3 separate regions of the Mus musculus genome follow, and all the other regions are linked to region 3. The links are chromatin contacts, called in public Hi-C maps. All regions are on one chromosome and are shown on one strand. The core of a region is the stretch at or near the end of the contact, and the rest is flanking DNA. Distances in the headings are between cores, read along the strand shown. Region 1 has its middle 11 kb from the start of Gm33390. Region 2 has its middle 24 kb from the start of Lncenc1. Region 3 overlaps Arhgef28 (Rho guanine nucleotide exchange factor (GEF) 28).

What was found. Hi-C and Micro-C count contacts between places; a contact is called where the count stands out from the background.
Region 1: a Hi-C map of the N1E-115 cell line shows a contact between it and region 3, with 7 times the contacts expected there. The contact joins two enhancer-like sites. A contact is called at or near these places in 7 of 484 Hi-C or Micro-C datasets (the N1E-115 cell line, bone marrow-derived macrophages, cranial neural crest and 3 more), 2 of 115 datasets of contacts at active chromatin or transcription factors (embryonic basal ganglia and large pre-B cells) and 1 of 9 other capture datasets (embryonic stem cells).
Region 2: a contact with region 3 is called in a Hi-C map of the N1E-115 cell line, with 9 times the contacts expected there. The contact joins two enhancer-like sites. A contact is called at or near these places in 1 of 15 datasets of contacts at CTCF or cohesin (stem cell-derived epiblast-like cells), 15 of 484 Hi-C or Micro-C datasets (the 3T3-L1 cell line, the N1E-115 cell line, cerebellar granule neurons and 11 more) and 3 of 115 datasets of contacts at active chromatin or transcription factors (the NIH/3T3 cell line, embryonic basal ganglia and pancreatic cancer cells).

The regions. Positions count from the first base shown.
Region 1 is chr13:97,307,703-97,312,259 of GRCm38.p6, forward strand. No RefSeq gene overlaps it. Among named protein-coding and RNA genes, the nearest start is that of Gm33390, 11 kb to the left of the region's middle. Within about 2 kb of position 2,964, at least 52 of the 459 cell types and tissues checked have an H3K27ac peak or open chromatin away from gene starts, as enhancers often do. A contact at or near this core is called in the N1E-115 cell line, where this site is marked.
Region 2 is chr13:97,408,082-97,412,873 of GRCm38.p6, forward strand. No RefSeq gene overlaps it. Among named protein-coding and RNA genes, the nearest start is that of Lncenc1, 24 kb to the right of the region's middle. Within about 2 kb of position 2,265, at least 18 of the 459 cell types and tissues checked have an H3K27ac peak or open chromatin away from gene starts, as enhancers often do. A contact at or near this core is called in the N1E-115 cell line, where this site is marked.
Region 3 is chr13:97,935,330-97,939,689 of GRCm38.p6, forward strand. Arhgef28 (Rho guanine nucleotide exchange factor (GEF) 28) reads right to left here. Exons shown (of 36, transcript NM_012026.2): 31 at 4,131-4,231; 32 at 1,494-1,532; 33 at 1,346-1,393. Among named protein-coding and RNA genes, the nearest start is that of Gm34388, 44 kb to the left of the region's middle. Within about 2 kb of position 2,407, at least 10 of the 459 cell types and tissues checked have an H3K27ac peak or open chromatin away from gene starts, as enhancers often do. A contact at or near this core is called in the N1E-115 cell line, where this site is marked.

The DNA.
Region 1 (4,557 bases), core at 1,714-4,213, 630 kb before region 3:
ACATGCTTGCAGTTTAATAAATAAAAAATGTCACTGTCTGTCTTTTTGGTCATGATTTATTAGGCTTAATTCATGATTATTCCTAAAAACAATTTTGCCCTATGGAGAAGACAGTGTTAATTTACTTAAGGTGTACGCTGTGGACGCCATACTGAGTCTGAGCTTCCCCCAGTGCTTGAACACAGTGATGTAAACCACAGGCCAAGAACCTTCTCCAGTATAGGGAAAGGTCTTCTCCATAGCTAGGCTCATGGTCAACACACTGAGGTCGGCTAGCTTTCTGTCACTATAACAAAATACTCAAGATAACTAGGTTATAAAGATAAAAGTTTAATTTTGTCTCACAGTTTTGGAGCTTCCAGTCTGATTGCCTTGGTCTTGTGGTAAGGTAGTGCATCATCGAGGGAGGTGGGGGGAACACACAAAGAAGCGAAATTGCTCATTTTGTGGGCAAGAAGCAAGTTTAAGAAAAAAGAGGGAAAGGCGTGGGGTGTAAGAGTACATGCCCAGTAATCTAAAGATCATAAGGTCCCAGTTCTCAAATGTTCTATTAACTACAAAGAGTCTTTCCTTGGGGACCAAGGTAGTAGCTGTAGCCGTGGGGTTTTGGAAGACATTCCACATCCAAACTAAAACACCTCCTCAGTAGAAGACTAACAAGGGACAAAACAATACATGCACACCCTCATTTTAAGTTGCACAAAAGATTTCAAAGAATGAAGACCAAAGTGACAGGGAAAACCCTTGTGAAGACCAAAGTGACAGGGAAAACCCTTGTCTCCTTGTGAAGCCTGATGGAGAATTGGGCAGCTGAGCAGGCATGTAATTGGGTGAGAAGCATAGGGTGTAATGTGATTGGGTGAGAAGCATAGGGTGTCGTGTGATTGGGTGAGAAGCATAGGGTGTCATGTGATTGGGTGAGAAGCATAGGCTGTAATGTGATTGGGTGAGAAGCATAGGGTGCCATGTGATTGGGTGAGAAGTGTAGGGTGTAATGTGATTGGATGAGAAGCATAGGGTGTCATGTGATTGGGTGAGAAGCATAGGCTGTAATGTGATTGGGTGAGAAGAATAGGACGTAAGTGGGGATTAGTGCAACCTGCTTGTCTAGGCTCTTTCCTGCATCTTCATAGACAAAGATTTTTTTTTAATTTTTTTTTTTCGGGAAACAAGACGCACATCTTCCAAATGAAGTTCTCTTGACCTACTTTTGGGAAGAAGAGGGCTCTCGGCTGGCTGTGGTCTCCGTGTCTTTCTGCTGCTCTACTTCTCTAAGCTGGTGATGGACTCTTATCCCTCTGGAGCCAAAAGCTTAAGTCCGTTTTTCCTTCTGTAAGTTGCCTTGGTCATGGTGTTTTATCCCAGGAATAAAGAAGTTAACGATCCAGTCTCTCACTGGCTAGGCTTACACTGATTAGTCTGGGTTGACTGAGAGCCCAAGGTCCACTTGTCTCTACCTTCTCAGGGCCTAGACCACAAAGGCGAGCTACAAGGCCTGGCTTTTGACAGGGACAAACTCAGGTTTTCATGCTGGTAGGGCAAACACTTTCCCCACAGAGCCATCTCCCCATACCTAGACTAGAATTTTTTGATACTGGAAACAATCAATGACTGTATTTTCCTGTCAGGAGGTGTTGGGATGGAACAAAACCCCCATGTAGCATTTGGATCCTCAAAGGTTGATTGAATGCTTCTATCAGTGTAATAATAGTTCCAAACCTGGCTTCAATGCTTTCTTTTATTTGATATTCTTCCTTTAGTTCAGGCTGACCTGGAACTCACTTATGTAGCCTACCCAGGCTGGCTTCAAACACTTGGCACTTCTCCTGTCTCAGTCTCAGGAGTGCTGAAGACATAGATGCAAGCCACAACACCTGGTGCTTGCTTTGAAGCTAATGTCTAGACAAACAACATGAAGAGAAAAGGAAGCGTGCTCTAAATTTATGTTTGAAATCCCGTCTTCCTATTTGAGATGTTCTTAGAGTGCTCTCTGCAGTAAAGAGCTGCCTCCTTCCGTTGCTCCTCTCAAATCCTAGTCAATAGACAGTCTCAAGCCCTAACAGGCAAGCTCTGCCCCATCCAGGCCAGGTGCTCCAGCCCTCTCTACTCCTTGTTTCCTGTCCCTTTCAGTGTGAATCATACAGGGTCAGAGACCCTGAGCAGAGACCACTTACAGATTTTTTTTTCTTTTAAAGAGATGTGTCTAGTTCTGGGGCCAGACTGGCCTTGAACAGTGACTCTCTTGTTTCACCCCCCCCACAAAGCTCAAGTGGCAGCTATGTGTCACCCTGTCTACCTAAAATCCCACGTCTTTGTCTCCTGTAGGAGAAAGGGATGACATGAACACTCACTGCTGACCTATGTCTTCTTTTCACTTTAAGAAGCAGCTGTGGAGATTGGACCTTCATGACTTTTGTATCTTTAAAGCAATGTTGACTTCGTCCCCTTCAGTAGTTCTAGTGGACCAGGGAAGAACCTTTAATCTGGACAAGTAGAACTTGAACAGAAACCATCAAAAGCCAAGGGAAGCTAGGCTGGAGCATAGCAGACCAAGATGCCCAAAGGAGTCCCCGTGATTCAGGTCTGAGCCTGGACTCATTCCCACTCAATGGCACCTCCGAGGCTTGTGCACAGTAGTTCTCTGGGCCCAGGTCAGCCATTGGTGGTCACCTGTCCATGACCAATGGCCCCTTTGTTCCATGGTGAAGGGCTGACTGCTGAGCTGTGTCCAATGTCCTTTCCATGCCGAATACAAGCTCAGGTATTGCACTGAGACTCGGGGAAGAAGTTTAGGAGGGGAAAGGACATTTTAAAATGTGTGATTACTCTTGGCTATTGCTTTTTTTTTTTTTTTTTTTTTTTTGTGCCTCAGGGGACCAGAAAAACAAGTCCAACCAGTGTCAAACCCCAAGCGGTATGTGATTCTGTGTGTTCCTGTGGCAGGCTGGGTGTAATGAACTGCCAAGAACAGGCTATATTTGCAGGTGGCAGGCTCCCAAGGAAGGCCTCCTGATTACCCTGTGTCGGCCTCTTAACATGCCTAAGAAATATGTGACTGCCCCTTCCGCTCGGCTAATCTTCCCTGAAGGGTGTCCAGTGTTGAATCTGGAGACAGTTAGGTTAATTTTAGTGACTGTTGGCTTTCTGATCTGTGAACTCCCCGCCCCCCACGCCACCCTTTTTCTCTAATTTCATGGTCCAGTTTCCTAGTTCGCTTCCTCTTGTCTGTCTACTCTGTCAAACACAGTCTCAGATGACTGGCATTCTGTCTTCATCAAAGCTAAAGAGGGTTTTATGTTCACTGTGTTTTCTGGTTAAAAGTCACTGGGGTAAAGTGCCCCCCACCTCCACCACCAGTGGAATAGCTAGACACACAGTGTTTTCTTACTTGGAGACCAGGAAGAAACTGAACTGTGGGGGGCCCTCAAAGGTTTCAGGATAGGCATCATTAAAGGAATATAAATTTAGGATATAAAATCCAAGATGAATGGATACAAATTGTATGTTCTTTCTGACAGTGAGAATGCTTAGAAGCTTGCCTCAATAAAACTCCAATAAAATGCAGAGTATTTTCTAGCCATCCCCACTTTTATTTTCTCTGGAATCAGTGACCTGTAAGCTCCCTCATGACCCCTGGGTTGGAGGGACCCAAGGGCTGCAGGGGGGTGGTTCTTCTTCTCCCAAGAGGCTCTCCTGGGCCAATAAGCCTTTATTTCTGACCTTTTTTCACTGGCTCTAGTGGGCCATGAAAACCTAAATGCGGTGGCTTTCAGATGCCTGGGAAGCTGCAAGGCCTCCTGAATCAAATCCTGTAGGGGAGTTTTACTCCCAGATCTTCAGGTCATTGATCCCGAAATAACAGCCTCGAGTCATCTGTGGGAGTCGTTTCTCTTGAGAAGGAGAGGCAGCTGAATAGGATGCAGGGTGATGTCACTAGACAAGCTTTCTCTCAGGACAGGAAGCTCTCACTTCCAGTGTCTGGGAGACTTGAAAAAGGATCACCAATAGGCATGCAGATGATTATCTTGGTGGGAAAGTCTGAAAGACTAATCAATCAAATAAGTTACTAATTACCCAGAGGCTAACTGAAGCCTCCCTCTCCCCCTCCCCCTTTCCCCCTCCCCCTCTCCCCCTCCCCCTCTCCCCCCTCCCCCTCTCCCCCTCCCTCTCTCCCCCTCTCCCCCATCCCCCTCCCCCCCTCTCTGCATGCATATGGAGGTGCCTTAGGTTTCATTGCTGTGAAGGGACAACATGACCAAGGCCACTCTTATAAAGGACAACATTTAATTGGGGCTGGCTTACAGGTTAGAGGTTCAGTCCGTTATCATCCTGGCGGAAGCATGACAGCATCCAGGCAGACATGGTGCTAGAGGAGCTGAGAGTTCTACATCTTGATTTGCAGGCAGCAGAAGGAGATTATTTTTAATAGGCAGCCAGGACCACTCCCACAGTGACACACTTCATCCAACAAGGCCACACCTCCTAATAGTGCCTTTCCTTGTGGGCCAAGCATTCAAACATATGAGTCTATGGGGGAACCACAGGAGGTCAGAGGTC
Region 2 (4,792 bases), core at 1,015-3,514, 530 kb before region 3:
CTGAAACACTTTCTACATTCTATGTTGTAGTTACTTCTTTTAACTACTGTTATTACTATCATTAACATTTTCAGCCTGAAGTATAACTTTTTGCAAATTATGTCTCCATGTTTTATTGTGATAAAATACATAGAACATACATTTGACCCATTTGTAGCTACGTACTTTAGATTTAGTGATGGTGAGTTTCTAGTCTTGCAGGTTTTAGGCACTAGGGTTTTTCTTAAGATTTCTGCCAGATTCCCAGGACTGCTGAAGGACAAAGAGTCGATTCGATGCTTGGTATTGTATGAATGAATCCAAACCTTATCGTATCTAAAGCTTTTAGATTAATTGAATTTCGAGTTTTTAAAAGGACGTTGGTGGTGATGGTGCAACCAACCATGAGACACAGCTGTATTCTCACAGGTTATTAAGGGCACTTTGCTGGTGTGATGATAATTCAGATCGAAACACTGAGAATTACACAGGAACTGCTTCTCTGCCAGGGCGCTCAAGCCTTGGCTGCGTGCCACTTCTAGCTTATCTGAAATGTCACACCATCACTGCGACAGGAATCACTTTGCTCTTGTATATCCACTTTGGGGTTGGCCACAGGATTCTAAGAACGTCACTCACTTATTCTGTACCATCCTTCCTCCCAGACAGTAGAAGCATTTTTTTCTTCACATTTCAAAGAATTAAAAGACATAATGAGCTCTGTGCTGACAGCATTTAGGTCTGAAATGTCCTCAAAGGTCCATGCTTTGTCTGAGGGCAGCATGGGACTACTGGGAGGTGATAGAACCTTAGGAGGCGGAGCCTAGCAGGAGCGCTTCAGGTCATTGGTCCTCAGAGGCCTTGGTAGAGCTCCTGCCTCGTCCTCTCTCCTTCTGGACGTTGAAGCTCTTTTGTTCCACTCTCCCACATGCTGCCTCATTACCAAGGCTTAAAAGCCATATCTCCAAGTGGCTCTCGGGCTGAAACCTCAGAAACTGAGAGCCAAAAGAGGCCTCTTCTCTTCGGAAGCTGATCACCAAGGCGTTGGTCACGATGGGGGAACAGCTGATGAGCACATCTGTGGACAGCACAAGACAATTACAGTGGCGTCCGTGATTTCGTGGCGTGTACACGCCTGGCTTTGTTCTTACCCAGTATCTCAGTACCAGGAGTCTCAAACATCATGTGAATGGGTGCATACTCGCCCGGAGTGGGGTCTATATTGTTGCTTTAATTAGCTACTTTCTCCCTTTATGCAACTCCTCACAGGAGCATGGGCAGTAAAGCAAATGGAGCTCACATTTCTCCTCGCTCACTTGGCAGGAATTTCGTCTTGCCCCATGTGGACGGCATTTGCACAGCTGCTATACCCACCGAGCGATAAAAAACAACGCCAGCTCAAGGCTTGGCTAGACCTGTACTTTGTTTCAGCAAAATACCTTAGGAAGTAAGGGGTTAAGCCCTCCTTCTACTTCTATTGCCTCCTCCTTCTCTTGACTCCTCCCTCCTCTGCCTCAAGTAGAGCACTCCACCTAGTCAAGACTGTCTTTGATAATCGGCAATGCACTTTTTGATCATCCCAATCACAGATGCAACTGTTCTCGTGACTGGAGAGGCACTTAAATCAGAGCTGGGAGCCTCTGCCCTTACATCTGTCATGCTACTGCCAGTACAAGGAATTTTGCTATTCACATTAAAAAAAAAAATCAGTTTGTACTTTATAATACTCTGCACTTAAAGAACATGATTACTGCTAATTATCATTTAGAAAATTGTTTTTTTTTGCTTGATTAGAGATTTTTAGCAGTGTGTACTGAAATCTAGTGGGCCTTCATTATGTGTGTTACTTTGCAGTGGATACTGGCTTAAATATTAATATATGGAAATTCAGCTTCATCTGCTGTACCTTTTGATGTCAGCGGCATAATCAGTATAATTGGCTTAGATTGTTTTTCTCCTATTTGTATTTCATACCAGCTAATGTCATTAGTGGGCTAACTACTGAGTGGGGGATCTGCATTGTAGAGCTGCTTCCTGGGCGCATTATTACCATTGGTTTTGATTATTTTAACTCCCAGACACCCCAGGCAGGTCCTCAAGCTGTGCCATATTGTTTAAAGACCTGATCCTCCTGGCCCCCATTCAGAGAACAAGACTTTTCTGCGTCTGAAAGCCCATCAATGCTCTGATAAATGCTGATGCTTCTGGTTGGTCTGGGGCCAGCTTGCTTTTTATAGCATAAGGCAGAGGCTGCGTAGCCCAGGGCCTGTGTGCCCTGGCTCTGAATGGCTCTATGTAGCATGGCAGCCACTAGTGTCCACGAGGAAGCTGGAGCTTGGTCTGGATGTCCCCCGGAGGTCTGGCTGTGTAATTGGCTGGCATCTCAGAGCCTGGCATTAGGGTTTTGCCTCTTTAACCAGTCCCATGTAGCCTTTTTGCTGGTACAGCCATCATATCTCCCTCTACCCTTGAGGCTTGCAAATTTATCTTTTGTACTTTAAAAAAAAAATGATGGCTGGACCTACTTAGGGATTGGAATCTCACTTCCTTTTGGGTTTTGATTATATTCCAAAACCAACTGTAAAAGGAACCCCACATTAAAGTCTAAGTTTGGCTACAGTCGGCCACAGATTCTGCTAACCCTCCGGCTGGGGCACACATGCTTAGTTTTTGTTGGTGGTGGTTATGAAGTCATTTGTACTTGTATAGAGCTTGACTGTTAAGGCTGCAGGGGAACTTACCGAGCTTGTGTGCTGCATCTGCTTGTTTATAGATGAGAAAACAGAGGCTAGGAGTGGTGAATTCCAGCCGGGGTCACAAAGCTACTGAGAGGTAAAAAGATTCCCTTTGCCCAAGCAGGGTCCTTTACTTCTTAAGTGGTACCTTGTTTCCAGATGACATGCTATTGCAACATATTGCGCACACCAGCTAATCCCTCTGTGTGTGATTGACAGCTGTTATGTGCACACGTTGTCCAATGTGACTTGGGGGCCAAGAGTTTTTATAAGGGAAATGAGGGTACGAAAGAGGATATAATGAAAAGCATGTGTATGTGTCCACACACAATCCGCCTGTTAAGGGTGTTAGCAGGGTGATTGCTGCCTGAACGTGACTCACATAAGTCATTGGATTAGAGGGCTAGGTTGGACTAATTTAGAGACACAGAAGGAGTAGGGACCAGAAAGGTATAATAATAAATTTCTTATGAGGGATTAGCTGGTGGAGGCTTCGAGGCTCTGCTGTCTGGAGGTTGGAGAGCTGAAGGAGCGGCTGTTGTAGGTCTAGAACAAGCCTGGAGCGGCTGTTGTAGGTCTAGAACAAGCCTGAATGCTTGAGGACCAGGGAGCTGCTGGTGCCACTGCTGGTTTAAGTCCAAAGACCTAAAAATAAGAGTTCTGGTGTCGGGGGCAGAGAAGGTAGATGTCACAATGGAGGCAAATTTGCCTCCACAAATTAGATGACACTCCTTGACATTAGTGACAGCAGCTGTCTTTCCACCATGTACAGATTTAACTGCTAATGTCAGCCAGAAACAGGATCACATCACACTCGGAAATAGTGTGCTATCAGCAATGGCCATGGAACGTAACCTGGCCAAAGTCTTAGTGCTCCTTCTCCTGAGATGGCAGCTCTCGGCTTCTGTAGTTCTGGGGAAATGCTACTTTCTAGAGCTTATGGAAGCTGTCCTTGAGAGCATCCCTAGCCTATTTTCATAAATTTTTTTGCTGTCCAGTTGGAATCCATGACTTTGAAATGCTCCCTTCTTCCTTGAGAAAATGGAAGAGAGGAGAGGAACTGGGTAGCAATTTTTCTGTTCAAAAATTTCTCTTATGTTTTAGAACCTACCGGGATGTAATCCTAATGAATGCAGTCATTAGGTGATTTTTAATTATTAAAGGCACTTTGGAATTTTTAAATAAGAAGCCTCTAGGGTGAATATTTTAGACTATGTGACAGTAGTGTTAATAACCAGCAGTTCTTCTAACAGTTGGTTTAAGTTAATTTGGCTTCATCAAAGGAAACAAATAAAATTAATCCAGACAATATTTTACCACATATGTCTAGAAACAAGACTCTTAATCTTAAATAATCATTTCCTGATGTTTCCTCTCTGAGCCAACCCTCTCCTTATTTGAATTTGTCAGTTTATGATACAGAGAAGTGAGCTAGCGATTTTCTACTCGCAGTCATGTGAGGCCTGGTCTTCAGATTTGCCTTGGCCTGTGGTCATGGCACGACACCTTCCTGTCCAAGTCTCTTGAAAATGTCAGGCAAATGGGTCGTCTGGCAATGAGTCAACACTGGACATAGCCAGACATTTGGAGACTGGGTTTTCTGTCTCAGTTGCTAGGGAATTTTCCAATTGAGTAGCCTTGGACACATCACAGGCTACTTTAGTAAGATGGAAAGGACCAGAGAAGGACTGGGCCAGTGGCTCTAGACTTCTGGGTTTCACAAAACAATGGGATTTCTAGAATGATTTTGGAGACCAACATAGGATTATCAAGGTTGTTTTCCATGTAGTATTGTAAAAAAGTCCCAAATGTCAGCCCCCTGGGAGCATACTGAGCAGTGTGTGTGTGTGTGCTTAATCTTAAAATTCCATGAAGAAACACAATATGGTGACTACTGAGTCAAAATACCTCTTAAAGGTCCTTCTAGATGGATAACTGACTTAGTTTCAGGTTGGACTCTACCTTGACCCAAAGGCGTTTTTCTTCTTGGTTTGTTTTTTTGTCTTATGACTCTTGCCCTGTCGACTCCTTTTCTTCTCTCCCTCTCCTGCCTCCTCCCCTCTCTACCTTTAGTTTCC
Region 3 (4,360 bases), core at 1,157-3,656:
AAAAGTACTTACTTTAAGAATGTTGAAGTTTTGTGCTATCGATAACACAATACAAATAACTGGGACTGAATTCTATAGACCTGAATACTATACATGCATTAATATTCGTGCTGTATATAATTGATGCCATGGGAAGATGTATGTTGCCAACGTGTGACATGGAACAGGCTAAACTCTGAAGGGATACACACAACATGGTGACCAATGTCTTATTAACTGTTTGTTTGCTTTAAAAAAAAAAAAAAAAGACTGCCAGCAAGATTTTGCTGAAAGGACCCTGATATAGTTGTCTCATGTGAGGCTATGCCAGTGCCAGGCAAATACAGAAGTGGATGCTCACAGTCATCTATTGGATGGAACACAGGGCCCCCAGTGGAGGAGCTAGAGAAAGTACCCAAGGAGCTGAAGGGGTCTGCAACCCTATAGGTGGAACAACAATATGAACTAACCAGTACCCCCAGAGCTCGTGTCTCTAGCTGCATATGTAGCAGAAGATGGCCTAGTCGGCCATCATTGGGAAGAGAGGCCCCTTGGTCTTGCAAACGTTATATGCCCCAGTACAGGGGAATGCCAGGGCCAAGAAGTGGGAGTGGGTGGGTAGGGGAGGAGGGGGGGTATAGGGGACTTCTGGGATAGCATTTGAAATATAAATGAAGAAAATATCTAATTTAAAAAAAAGATCATGATAACAGCAATTCTCTCTATTCTCAAAAATGTCTACACTGTATTGTCTTGATAGCATTAAACATTTCTAAGCACCACACAAAGCACACTGGGTGCACTGGTAGCTTCTTTAGTGGGAGTCATCTGAGGGGTGGATTGCACAGTCTTCCAATTCACACCGCTAGAATGATTTCTACGCCTTCCTTAAAAGGCCATTAGTAGGAGGCTCGGTGGCCCATTTGCTTTTGAGTGATGAGCAAACCAAAAACACAGAGGAGCATGCAAATTATTTAGCCGGCTCTTCCCAAAGGCCTAAGGCCAGATGTGGAGGTGACACACATGTAGGTGAGAATTTTAGTTTTCATCAGAAGACGTGAAGTCATGTTGCACTCACCTAAGTGGTTCACTGGGTCAGACCCAAGCAGATTCATTGCTATTATTGAGAGACACGAACAGTTTTATGGTTTCTGAGAAGAATCGGGTAAAACGTGGTAGTGCCTTACTGCCTCGTGATGACAAAACCAGGTGAACTCAGCTCATCTGGCCGAGTGACACCTGGGGGGTTGGCACTCTTGTTGGATGGCTTACGGCCTTTCAAATGTTCTAATTTCTGAGGTCTGGAAATCATCAGTGCACGTTAAAAGAAACGTTCACAAGGTTGAAATTACAGGAGAGTCGTTACCTGAAGGCTGTAGAGGAGACGCGTTAAATTCTGTATTGCTTGTATAATCTGGGGGTATAAGAAAGATTACATGTGTCAAGTTCTTGAAAAACTTCCTTAGCCACGACTTGAGAAAGGATGCTATATGTTTAAAGCATGCGTAGCTCACCTCTGACTGTGAAGAACCGGAGAAACTTCTATATTCCACCTAAAACACATAAAAACACGAGAAAATGAACAGCCACCCGACGTTTGGAAGCTATCAAGTATTCCTGATCTATGGGCTTCCCTGTCTCAACTCCATCACCTCGGCTACAGTAACCATCTCCTCCCAGGCTGGAGAATTAAGCAGCCATTTGACAATACAGGTCTCACTCGTTCAAACTCAGAGGTGTGTGACAACTCTTACCCAACCATCCCTTACCATGGCATAGATGATGGTAAAGAAACGCCAGGGGAGGTTGTTGCACCTGGCTCTCTGGGGGCTACAGGACAGCACAGGGACTCTAGCTCCCCGATATCAACGTTGGAGAATCATGATACCCAAGTAGCCGGTGGTTAGAGAGAGACGGCCCAAGGGAAGCGCTTAGTTGGTGTCTCCAGATCCCACCTCAATTCATCACCAGCCAGCTCCAAACCCATGAGTGAAGCCAGAGGATGCTGGCCATCTTGTCCTTGGGGATGGATGGGGCCTCAGACTTTGTCTCTTTCACACCAGGGAACATCGGGGAATATGTACATGCGGAGAGCTCTAGTTCCCAAAATTGCATTAAGCATTTGTTTATGTGCCGTATGGCTTCTCCCATTAGTAAACCAATTTATGTATTGAATATTATATCTGCAAACCTAAGGCTGGTGTTTCACATTGTAAGGGACACTCAACAAATAAATGAGTATAAGTTACACTTGCTCGCATTCTCTTTAATAAGTAGCCATGAATGCTACAAACTCCACATTTTGTGAACTAGGAAACCATTCATTTCCCTAGCCTCTAAGAGCCTACAGCCTCCTGGATGATGCTTGCTTCTGTCTGAGCACACGTCATGTTCAGCCCTAAACAAAGTCAACCATGTTGCTTCAAGGAGGCTGGGAGCTTAAGCTGCTGGTGAGCGAGCCCCATTTCCTTTGCCTTCATACTGTCACTACAGACTTTGTTGCTAATCAGTCCATTAACAGGGAAGGGACAAAGGTAGAATAGAGAGAAGCATGTCGGTACTTTAGAACTCTGCCCAAATGTACGGAATATACTCTGGTTTGGTGGTTAAGTTCTTGCGTTTCCTATGAGCCCTTCTTGGCCCATCCACTGCTTTAGTGGAAAAACAAAAAACAAAAACAAAAAACCATGATATTTCCAAATTTTATATTCTACCAAGAAGCAAACATGTAGAAATGGGTTGGATTGTGCGACATTTGGTTACTGCTCGAACCTCTGGGTTTGGGAAGACAGAAGAAAGTGTACATTGTCTTTTTAATGGACTTCATGCGCCACCTGGTGGTGGTACTGTATAACTACAGTTGATCCATGCGAGGAGAATTTCTACCCTTGGGTATTGTTTTTAATTCTTTCAGAATTTTGTTTTAATCTAATCTTTTAAAGGACGCTGACGCCAAGACATCACTATATACTTGCTTTATCTGTTTATTTCCATTCTCAAAAGGCCCCATCAAGTGTCAGAGTTTCCAGAGGTTAAAACCTGAACTCACTTCTCCACCTGTAACTGAGTCAGGAGTCAGAGTCAAGCCATTTTCTGTGCAGAACTAGGCTGCATCGACCAATTATCTTTCTTCCCAAACAACCTAGGAGCGATTGTAAGCTACTGGCTTCACGCTTCAAAGTGAAGATCACACGGAGAAGCGCAGACAAGCTAAGGCAAACTAGCTCAAAGCTTACAATCAGAGTAAGTAGAGTAAAATTCTGTATTCATAAATTAACTTGGGCCTCTGAGCTTTGCAAATGAATACTAAGTCAGAGCTGACTTTTCTGTGAAGTTCTGAGAGCCAGACTGGTTCTGTCCTATGCCACGTATCTGGAAAACATGTAACAGTAAGATGTTGCATCTGTAACATGTCGTAGTCCCACACTGGTGCGCATTAATACTTGGTAATGGAGCTAAATCAATGCTAGACAAAGTAAAAACCCTTGACCTGACTCCCCACCTCCCAGGAGCACCGAGCTCTTCCTCCCCTCTTATGAAATCACACACGTCAAGCTAATAGGAAGCTGTATGCATATAATTTCTACACAGAGAGGTCCAGCCTACATATATTAGGAATCAGAGAACATCGTAGCACGGGCAAAGGGTGGTTACGTGGATTCCAAGTCTGCGAGAGGAAGGTGGGATACAGGTGAAGAGCAGAGGATCACAGTAGAGAACAGAAGCAAGACGTCCCAAAGTGGAAATCAGTTCAGCTCACGGGCGCCATCTGGTGGTGAAGCGTCCCAGTGTCGGGTCACCTCTCAAACAGGGAGTTGCCAGAAGCAGTGAGAAAAGCAAAGGTTTGCAATGCAGAGAGTAGGCCGGAAGTCAGAGAGTGCAGACACACATATACACAGGAGGGTTGTCAAGCTTTTCGTTTTGGTTTTTAATAACGTCTCAGTTGATTTTCTTTTTAACATGATATATAAAAACCACGAACATTTAAAGAAGAAATAGTTTAGAAAGTTTCAATATAGATATTTAAATAAATCAGAAACAATTCAGAAAAAGGTATTTTCAATCCACTCATTGCCAGAGAGCTGAATCTACTTTGTATACAAAAGCAATAGGTTCTGGTTACTAGCAAGTTGGTTAACAATTAACAATACCTTCTCCCCTGCATCAGAGACTGCCAAGTCGGTTACCACACCCTGGAGCCCGGGATCCACATCCCAACAGCCTCTTCCTTCTGTCCCTTCTGTGACTAATGCTGGAAGCACGCCATTGAGACAGAAACAAAAAGGACAACATCAAACGTCAGCCGGCCAATTACATTCTTCTGCCCACAACTGAAGCACACTTCAAAAAAAGGAGTCATCACGAGATAATACATACTGAA